Regions from separate parts of the Mus musculus genome. Here region 2 is linked to region 1. Evidence: chromatin contacts called from public Hi-C data. All regions are on one chromosome and are shown on one strand. Each heading gives the region's core, a stretch centred on a gene start, on an enhancer-like site or on the middle of the called end of the contact. The rest is flanking DNA. Distances are from core to core; before and after follow the strand shown. Region 1 holds the start of Fyb2 (FYN binding protein 2). Region 2 overlaps Fyb2 (FYN binding protein 2).

Region 1 (5,589 bases), core at 1,609-4,108:
CACTTTAAAGACAAAGAACATCACAGAGGGACTTAGTGGGAACTGTATTTTCCATCTGCATCTTATGATAATTTTCAGGATGATACATGGTGCTAGGCGACTACTCTCCTACCTCTCTCTTTTGTCTGTTTACTTAGCAATGTTTTTATTACTTATAATATCTAATACAACATAATGATAGATAATTATTGAAGAAATAATGTCCCCAAAAGTCCATACACATTTAGTTCTGATGTAATCCTCCTGGCATCTCCATTTCCCCAACCCCTTTCCCACTGGATTTTTCTGCCTCTGTAATTTCCTCTTCCCCTATCATCCCTTTGGCCTCAGTTAAGTCATGATGTTTGTCATCAAGAGATAAATGAGCAAGCGACATGACGCTAGTTAAAGCACTTGCTTCTACAAAGGACCTGGGTTCGATTCCCAGCACCCACATGGTGGCTTTCAGTGGTCTGTAACTATAGTCCCAGAAGATAAAAAACAAACAAACAAACAAACAAACAACCCTCTTCTGGCTCTGCATGCACTTCAGACCTGTACTGCACATAAATACATGCAGACAAAATACACACAGAAGAGTTAATTAATTTAAAAATTATACAATATATTTTGTTATACTCTTTCCCCTTCTCCACTGTGCCCAGATCCTGCCATTTCCACTCACTCAACATCATATTCTTTCTCTCTCTTAACACAAAAATCAGCCTAGATGTCCATCAACAGATGAACTGGTAATGAAATGGGTTACACATGCAAGGTGGAATTGTATTCAGTTGTAAAGTAAAACCAAGTTATAAAATTCATAGGAAAACATAGAAGTAAGAAACATTATATTGGTAACCCAGGCTTAGAAATAAAACTACCTCTTCCTTGCCCACATGCAGATCCTAGCTTCTAAATGTTAACTACAGTTAGATCGTAGTAAGTATAGGAAAAGGCCAGGAAATTCAAAAGAGCCCAAGGGAAGGAGGAGGAGGCCAAGCCTACTGGCAATATAGTCCCCACGCCCAACAGCTAAATGAAGGTACCTCGTAAACACTAGGACTCACCACTCTAACTAGTTTAGGGCCAAACCAAAGGAAACCTCTAGGAGACCCTGAAGCCCTGCTTATCCTCGGCCATGTAGGCTGTCCTGACGCCACCAGGGGGAGCCCTTGTGTTGGGACCATGGGGATGTTGGAGGCCCAATGGCCCCTGGGGCGCAGAGCTGTGCTGAGCATAGGTCATAAAGGACCCTTGGCCTTGAGGAAAGACAGCAAAGGACTGTGAGCAGTGCTGGGCAAAGTGAAAATCGTGCAGTCGGTTACCTCTTAGGGGACAAGCAAGCAGTACTTCCTACCTACTCTCCTTCCCCTGCTCCTGTCAAGACAAGGGAATCTTATTATTTTAAGACTTTTTGTTTCCATTATAAATACTGTTTATTATGAATTTCTGTGTTCAATACACAAAATAAAATTTAAGTATTTAAGGTAATCATGGGATATATACAATTTATTCTGATTATTGCTAAAATCATGTTCACATTCAAGCCTTGAAGTCTGAGGAGCCAGTGTTTATACATGGAAGCATGCTGTCTAATGTGTATCTCACATAGGGTCTGACAGTGACTCTGGAGTGGACAAAGTACTGGTCCCATGTCTCGCCTACCCAACAGTGGGTGTTGTGTGGTAGTCAGCACACCTTCACTGTCCTCTCAGTGTTGCAGCGTCTCAGGGACGCCTCGATGGCCTACGGTTACCGACCTTTTTTAAGACTTTGAAAGCCAGGCATGGTGGTGCATGCCTTAAATCATAGCACTAGGGAGACACAGGCAAATAGATCTCTGTGAGTTTGAGGCCAACCTGGTCTACACAGTGATAGCCAGGATAGCCAGGGCTATAAACAGAGAAGACAACAATAATGATTTGGTTGGAGGCATTCCAAGTTATAATGTGAGTTTGAAGGCAGCTTGAGTAGGAGAACCTGCACCAAACAACAACCAAACAGACAAACAAACAAAAACATTTTTTTTTTTAGTCCATAAAAAGCAATGAAACTCAGCAGGCCGTATATAAATCAGAGCACCTGCCCACCTCCAATCCCCAGGACAGCTGAGAGATCTGCTGCCCCACCCCCACCCCCACCCCAAATCTAGGAACTGAAGTTTGGGTTTCCAGCCAGGATCAGCTCAGGCAGGAAACAGCAAAGAAATCAGAACCCGGAGTCATTGTCCATCAGAGCTCCTTTCCTTCAGCATCCTACCAGCATCACTCCGAGCTAGTTAAGGCCATCTCTCCAAGCTCCAGTTAGTGCCCTGCTAAAAGGAGGACAGCTGAACTTGATTCCAGGGCTACTTGTAAGAGCTAAAGGGATTCATGTCTTAAAACACCGCGACCATGCCTGTCTTTAAAAACAGGTGTAATTTATTTCAGCTTCCGCTCACCCCCCCCCCCCCCCCAATAAAAGCACCTGCCAGCTTAGCGACACTTAAGAGCTTTCTTTTCTAGGAGCCCTGAGCAGCTTTTGTGAAATTAAGTAGCCATCAGCAGGGGCGGAGTTGGGTGAGGGCGCTCACTAAAGGAGATCACGGTGTCCTGAGCTTTTTTTTTTTTTTTTTTCAGTCTAACTTTAGGGACAAGATGTACTCAGCTCTCAGAAACTCCCCCAGATGGGATGTGATGGGAGAGGACCCGACTCAGGCACAAAATGAAACCAGTGCAAAGGGAGTGATGGCAAGGAAGCCCGGGACCAGTGGCCTTCTGCCCACACACCGGCCCCTACCCCTATGCAGCAGGTCCGGCTGGCAGGATGGAGGCCCGCCCACCCGAGAGAGGGAGGAGCCACAGCCCAGGTGGAGCAGGTGAGGAGCCCCGGCTCCAGCTCCTCCGGGACAGGCGAAGTGACTGCAAGCTGGCTGGCGGAGGCGAGAGCATTGTTGGCCCCAGGATCCAACTCTGGGAAGCTGGCATTGTCTCCCAGTCGCTGCCTAGGAGGACCACAATGGAGGAGGTAAGGCACCCGCTCGCGTGTGGGCTGTAATCTTGCGAACTTTAGTTCCTTCCAAAGGAGGAAGCTCTAGGGAAAGAGCTGCCAGTGTGTCCTGGGCCGGGCCAAACATGTCAGGTGTCCCGCTATGAAACTGGCATGCTGGCCTTGCTCAGGCAGCCTGTGCCCTCTGTCTCTATAGAACCCGAGGAGCTCTCTCTAACTCAGGGCACAGTTCAAGTGCCTGTCACTTCATTGTTGACTTTCCTTCTCTGTCCGGCCTCTGCGGTGGCAGATGGGTGTCCAGGTTCAAGGACAGAGCATGACTCTGGGAAAAGGTAGCCTCGTAGTAAGTGATATGCCCTGTGGCATTTTTTACATCGCTGTTCCCTAAGAACTCTGTGGGCTGGGGCAAAAGTGCTAATGCCCTTGAGCCCTAGGGATCTATCTCACTTAAGTGAGACCGAAGGTGCATGAAAAAACAGAGCCCAGGCTTGCGGTAGCTCCAGAGGCTGGGGTGTTGAAAAGCTAAAGCCAGTCTGAGCCACACAGGGGGACACTGGAGGATTTTGGTTTTGACAAAAGCAACGCGAGGGTTTGAATGGCTTCGATCAGCTGGATGCTGTTAGCATAGTCAGAGATTTTGCCTGGCTAACCCCATCCCTTCTAGTCCTTGCCCTGCTGTTCTGTTAGTGACTTGCATTTCACAGATATATACAAGCATGTTGTGCCATGTCTCTATTACATATTTGGGAACAAAGTTATTTACTATTGAAATTGTGTTACTTCCCACCCAGATGTTTGGTTTACAGTCAGGATGGTGGATTCGCTCATCTGTGGCTGGCAAGGATTGCTCTGGAGTTTTAAAGGGGTGCTTGCATCTCTGGCAACACTGGTACCTCTGGTGGTTCACACCATTCAGTTAGTTGAGTTTTGGAAAGGGGGAGCCAAGAACCCCAGTTCCAGCCCATTTGTGGTGCTACCATGTTTAGAAACTACTTCCTTTAGTGGGGTGGGGGAAATTATTTTATTTAGAAAGGGTATGGATTTACAGCCCAGACTGGCCTCAACCTTTTAAATGCTTGAATTACAGGCAGGTGTCACCATGTCAACCTCTATTGGTCAACTTTTGGGACCTTCTTCCGAGTTGGCAACTTGCCAGGCTGAACTGATTCAGCCTGTGGATTCAGAAAAAAGAAAAGAAAAGAAAAGCATTTACATTCTGCCCTCTCTGGCTAGCCAGCATCCGAACTGCCCACCACCACTTCTGCTTATCAACCTGATGGGACAAAGACCTGGAGGTCATTGTCCCTGGGGTTTTTAGGTGAAGAAGCTGAAGGGCAGTACATTATTGCTACATGGTATGGCACCACCAGTCAGAACAGGGCTAGGGCCTAGGCTCAGGTTGGTGAATCATAGCTCCTGGGAGCCGGCTCTAAGCCAGGCAGCAGGAGCAAGAATTAATTACTCCAGCCGAACAGACAGGATGTACAAAAAGTACCAAAGGACGTATTTGCTTCCTAGTAACATTTTATAGAACAAGAAAAATCAGTGCACGTCTTCCTCTGCTCAGAAAGATGAGGGGGAAGGACCCAAAGAGAAATATGGGTAGTTTCTCATCTGGAGAGGATCCATCTATTGTTTTAGAAAGCCAACGGAACATTCCTTTAAAATATATATATTTTAAAATATATATTATATATATATCACCTCCTTTGTATTGTCAGTTTCCTTTTTGGATACATGGATACAGTTAGGAACCAAATAGTCCCAAATCTCTGCGTTAGCCAGGCACACTGGTACATGAGTGTAGTTCCAGCACCTGGAAGGCTGAGGCAGGATCAAAAGTTCGAGATCAGACTCAGCTATGTAGCTGTATAAAACACATTCATGACACTTTATATACTAGTAAGAAAGGAGAAGGAAGCGAAACTCTAAGGGTTAAACGGTAGCTAATGCAATGCAGACATTCGAAGCAGAGAAGGCTCTAAGGTCATGAGACAACCGAGGAGACTGCCACTTTAAGGGGCACAGTGTCAAAGGTCAATAAATATGAAGAAGAAACTGAACAGAGACTTTAAGTTAGAGAGTGGTTGTGTGGATGTTTTGGGGGAAAGATTCTGTTGAGATGCATAGTTCATCTAAGCTTCTTTGATGAAGAGCAAGCAGCCAAGTGTACGCTAAAGAAGCAAGGCAAGCAAGGGATAGAAGCTCACATCATAAAGGGCGTGGAACCCTTAGTGGAAACCAGCTTTGCCCGACGATGGCAAGTAGCTATGTGGCACCATCTGGCTTCCATTTCCTAAGAGTCAGGTGGCTGGAGTTTGGAAATGAGATGGCCAGAAGTGAGAGAGCAGCAGCTGGCTGGCCTGGTAGAGGGAAGGTGCTTAGATCTAAGAAGAAGTGGCTCAGGCTTGGCTTAGCAGGGACGGTGGTTACAAGTGTCAGATTCGGGGTCTCAGACTTTGGATGACTGAACCAACCATGTTTTGGCTTTATAAGGCACAGAAGCGGCTTTCATTTGGCAAAACTACTTTGAGCTGTGACTCTTGATCTTTTATCAGCCATGTGTGGCGCTATACAGGTAAATGAATATTCTAAGTGTTCTCTGTTGCTAAGCAATGA
Region 2 (5,172 bases), core at 932-3,431, 38 kb after region 1:
AGGGAGAGGTGGGTGGGATTTTGAGAACTAGTCAGACTCAGGAGATTTACACCAGAATGCTCCTGGCGACAGCGGCATGAACCTGAGAAGAAACTAGCCCTGTGGCACACAGAATAGAAAAGTGGGTAATTACGTTATGAGCTAGTTGGGGAGCAGACCTGAGCTTTTGGCCTAAGCATTTATTCATATATAATTCAGTCTCAGAGTCATCATTTCTGGAAACAAAGAGATCATGTGGAAAACACAAGGTTACAGATGGCTTTAACTACACTCGGTGGCTCTCATAATGAAGCCAGCGACAGAATCATCTGAGTTTAGAAAACTAGAGCTTTCCATCCTGAGGGAGATTGAACACTTTCCTTTTGAGCAGGTAGTGGCATGCTGGCCCAGGGAACCACATGCGCATTGAGGACCTGCACTACAGGTCACCATCAGCTTCACCTTTCAAGAAAGGACACATGCAGAGACAGAGCTTTCCATAAGTGTGTACTGGAAATGTGGCAGCTCCTCACCAGAGAAGACGAAGTGTGATTCCCCACCCCACCCTGCCTTGTTGTTGTTTTGTGAGACAGGATTTCTCTGTTTAGCCCAGGCTGTCTCTGAACTCTGATATCTGCTTCTTGTGTCCTGGGATTAAAGATGTCTGCCACCATGCCTGGCTATGATTTTATACTTATTAAAGAACGCAGGCTTCAGACTATTGCCACAAAAGGGAAGGTGACTGTCTAGAACAAAACACTACATCTCTTATAATAAAACAGGCTTTGTGGCTCTCAGCTCCATCCCAGCAGCTGTTTCAGGTTGAGGAGGGTAGTCAGTGAGCCTCATTTCCTATCCTGTGAAGCTGGGACTATGGAACCTCTAATCTTGTGAAACTGTTGTGAGAAAGTATCTTGACTATGCTTGGCACACTGCACATGCTCAGTGTATCTGAGTGTCATTGAGAACACATGGTAAGTCGTTCTCTCTGCCAGTCCATGTGGTAAAAACAAGTAATTAAGAGATTAAGGGTTACTGCTCTTAATAGAGGTCAAAGTGCCCATGAATAACACCAGAATACAGAGGGATGAGCTGCTGTTTAGAGATAGCCAGTCCTTTGGGTACCAGGGTGGGAGCATCATTCACTTTAACCAGACTGCTACCAACACCTGCTTTCTCTCTGCCTCTTGCTCTTGCAGAGACTATGAAGGAGGGTCCCCTGTCTCCAGATAGGTGAGTACCTGTTCCTCTCCTATGGAAGAGTGCAGCCCACGGGGGTGTGTGTGTGTGGGGGGTTACTTGTGGGCCTTCTCAAGCACAGGCAAGTCACTCAAAACCAGTGTGCATATCCCCCAGAAAGGCTGCAGAAAGAACAGACTTACAAAGCAAATAGGAACTTCCTGGTTTCAAATAAATAAAGTAAGATGCATTCAACTTCTATACTAATGTTAAGTTGCAAACATTATCCTCTGAAGTACTTGGTACTTCTTCATTGTACAAGTGGATTTAGTACATTAAAACATTGGCCTTCCTAGCTATAAATCAAATAAGAGGCTCAAGAGTGCTTTGGGCAGCTCTGGTATTAGGCATTGGAAATGGGATAAAAGATGTTCTGTTTCTGGTGCCCCCCCTCCTGAGAATTTCACTATGGAGGGGTCAGGTCATTAATTCACTTAGCCAAAAAAATATATCTCAGAAGTGGCGTGGCCTGGCCTGGGCTGCCTAGTTTGTGTGTTTGCTCTTTCGCTTGGGAACTGCAAAGTTGCTTCTTTGGCACTCATTTTATGGCCCCAGATGGCCAGCTTTAGAAATGTCCTACTCTCCAGGGTCATGACTCCTGTCCCAATGTGTTCAAACCATTTTGACTAAGCCTCACTCCCTCCGAGAGATGTTCTTGGCAAGGACAGTCTTAGGAGGAGAAGCAAGCAAACAAACACTAGCCTACTTCCATTCATCCATCAGATGTTCACAGTGCTATAGCACGCTGTCTGTAATAGAGGAAGCATATGGGCCAGAGGTTGCATGGGTGAGAGAGCAGCCCCTTTTTCCTCAGTGGGGTCCAGGAAATCTTTAGAGAAGTACTCCTCCATTGCAACATTAGTAATCTTTAGAAAAGGAGTTTTGTACCACAAGTCCTCTGGGACAGGCATTATGGCTCCAGACTAGCTCATGTGTTTACAGACCATTAGTGATGCTGGCTGGACTTGTTCAATGTCTGCAGCTCTGGAAGTGGACTGATGGAGAATTGTTTCCAGGAATGAGTACTTAGACTTAGCATTGACTGGCATCATAAGACAGAAATGTTCTCCTCTTGGTGGCAGCAGACAAGCAAGACAGTGGTGTGAGCACTCATGTTTTCCCAGCCTTTACCAGGTCTCTTTCACTGAGGATAAATTTCTCAAAGCACATCACTGGCCAAGTCCAGAGTCAGAGTGGGGGAGCACTGAAGACTCACATGCCAAAGGATGAGGATTGGAGGGAGGGTGGTAATAGAGATGTTGGTCCAATCAACCCATCAGAGACGAGGGCACACTTAAGTCGAGTGTTGAGGATGAATGTTTGTTTGCTCAATAGAATGATAGCAAAGAAATGCTACAGGAGGAGACAGGATGTGTAACATAGTCTTGTTTGTGGAGCAAGAGAGTTGAATGAAATCAGAATGTGGGCAGTATAAAAATGGGACTGTAGAGCAGATAGGAGCATTGTGAACCATGTTGTATACCCAGAGGTTGTGGAGGTGGCCCTGTTCAACCAGGTTCTGCCTGGGTTGTGCTAGACATAATTCATGTGCTCTGGAAATTCCTAGTTGAATGTCCATTGGAGAGTTGAGCGTCAGATGGGCCAGTGCAGCTGCATTCTACATACAACTATGTGAAAGTGACAATGGCATAGATGGCTCTAGCCATGGTGATCACAGGCCCAGAGTGACAGCTGAGGTGTCAGTGACCCTCTGCAGTGCTCAGAGTCAGCCTGATCTCATGGCTATCATTCTGGAAACATCTCAGGATGCATGTAATGTTACTGGGCATATTGGCACTAAATGAAGATTTCTCTGGCGTTTTAACCATAGCAACAGCAAGTCATTTCACACTGAGAGCTGTGAGGGGTCTATTGGGAGACTGTTTCCTGTATGGCACTATCTTCCTATAGGATTTTCTGAGGCAATTTTAACTATTCTGCCCCATTATGCTGGCTTTAGAACACAGCTCCCATCTGAACTGGGGTTTTGTTATATGTGAATTATGATACAGGTACATATGATAAGAATGAAAGGCAAAGCAGATTAAAAAGGGCCACGTGACTCAGGTGGCTTCATGGAAGAGGAACTAATTTGTGGAATAGCCTACACAATAAGCGGGGCGGGGGTGTGTGTCTACCTTTCATTCTCTTTCATGATACTGTAAGATAGATGGAGATATAGCAGAGTGTTCCTCCAGAGTAACCATGCCCAGGACATATTGACAGATGGCTGGCTGGATGAACAGTCAAGATGGAAGTACAATTAGGTGTGGTAGCATGTGCTTGCAATCCAAACACTAAGAAGGCTGAGGCAGGAGAAGTGACACACGTTCAGGGACAGCCTGGGCTACATAGTGAGACCCTGTCTCAAAAAAATGGGGGGAAAAAACTAACAAAAAAGAAAGCCAAAATGGAAAAAAAAATATGTTGAATATAGGCAGTAATAAAGAGGAATAAACAGACAAAAGAATCCTGATATAGAAGAATAATTAATTAATATGTTCAGATTATAAAATATAATCAGCCATCTGTACCTCTGGGTTCTGATCTATAGATTTAAATAAACCTTAGGTGAAAAAATTGAAAAAAAATTCTGTCTGCTGAGCATCTAAAGACATTTCTTGTCCCCATTCTCTGAGCATATGGTCCAATAGTTATTTGCACAGCACTGGAGTCACACTAGGCATGCTAATAAGTGAGAGGTGAGGTAAGTGCGTGGGAGGGGTGTATAGGTTCTGTGTACATATTAAGCATTTTATAAAGCAATGTGGGCATCTGCAGCCTTTCTTGTTTGCATGGATACTAGAAGCAATTTTCTATAGATACTAAAGGGCAGGCAACTGTATATTAAATACCATGCTAAGAAGTTTGGACTTTGTCTTGTCAATGACAAGTCAGATGTCGCTTGAACATATAACTGTCATAATGCCCAAAAGCCTTAGATACAATTTCCATGGAAACTGGTGTTTGCTAGAGAATATCTCTCTTGTTCAAGTGCTAACCTTCAATACAGATATTAGATTTGGGCATAGATTTATCATAATGGGAAAAATACCTTGAAATTTTCTGGTATGGTCAGGCATGAAATTAATGAGAACCCAGGTTTTGAATCCCAGCACTACCACCCAATTTTTGGAATACAAAGTATGCCTTAACCTCAGAAAACCTGCTTTTGTCTATGTACAATGGTCAAATGAGATGAGGGTTGTGAAGTGTTTATTATGGTGTCTGGGACAGTAGCTTACATAACAAGCCCAAGGATAAGAATAATGCAGAGTCCTATTTTCCAAACATCGATCACTGGAGAGCTTAGTAGCTAGAATCCTCAGTACATGCTAGTTGTTGTTGTTGTTGCTGCTGTTAGATCAGATTTTAATTCATTTAACATGTATTTCTCCAGCACGTTTGGTACACTGAGCACTCTTCCAAATTACTCTGGGGGAAAATTGGCCTCCACACCCCAAGTTTCAACCATTTATATCATCTAAACTTGATTCTTCTGTATAGTAAACAGGAGATTTAATCCCCCTTCTCAGAACAGTGCTTAAAGCACAGAATGACAGTTTTCTCTAAGTAAAAACACTTCGTGACTTCAATCTTTATTGATGAAGGTTTTGTATTTTTGCTGTATTGGAGGGTGGGGAAAACACACTGTAATTATTTTGCTAAGAACCCAATGACATCAAAGGCAGCCATCTTTAATTTTGGTACCTCTTCCATGTATTAAACCTGAGACAAAATGCATAACCCAAGAACTTCCAGAGTCAGAGCAATATGAGGTCAAGTCCCTCCTCCACGGTTGAGAAAAGTACGGGCATGACAGAGCTTTGACATTCACAACTGCAAATAGACAGACACATGATAGTATTTCGCTCATTGTGTTATGGATACCAGTGTGTATCTACCAAGCAGGACATAGATGATGCCCAGTGAGTCTTAGCTACTTCTTCTACA

The links. A called contact is a pair of places that touch in the nucleus more often than the background predicts.
Region 2: a Hi-C map of uterus shows a contact between it and region 1, with 4 times the contacts expected there. The contact joins the enhancer-like site here to the promoter of Fyb2 in region 1. A contact is called at or near these places in 3 of 39 promoter capture datasets (liver and trophoblast stem cells), 9 of 484 Hi-C or Micro-C datasets (cerebral cortex, cumulus cells, liver and 2 more), 4 of 115 datasets of contacts at active chromatin or transcription factors (bone marrow-derived dendritic cells, embryonic stem cells, intestinal villus epithelium and 1 more) and 1 of 9 other capture datasets (pancreatic islet).

The regions. Positions count from the first base shown.
Region 1 is chr4:104,910,703-104,916,291 of GRCm38.p6, forward strand. It overlaps Fyb2 (FYN binding protein 2), which reads left to right and starts at 2,859. Exons shown (of 20, transcript NM_001162980.2): 1 at 2,859-2,988. The coding sequence starts at 2,980.
Region 2 is chr4:104,949,675-104,954,846 of GRCm38.p6, forward strand. Fyb2 (FYN binding protein 2) reads left to right here. Exons shown (of 20, transcript NM_001162980.2): 4 at 1,179-1,212. Among named protein-coding and RNA genes, the nearest start is that of Fyb2, 39 kb to the left of the region's middle. Within about 2 kb of position 2,182, at least 6 of the 459 cell types and tissues checked have an H3K27ac peak or open chromatin away from gene starts, as enhancers often do. A contact at or near this core is called in uterus, where this site is marked.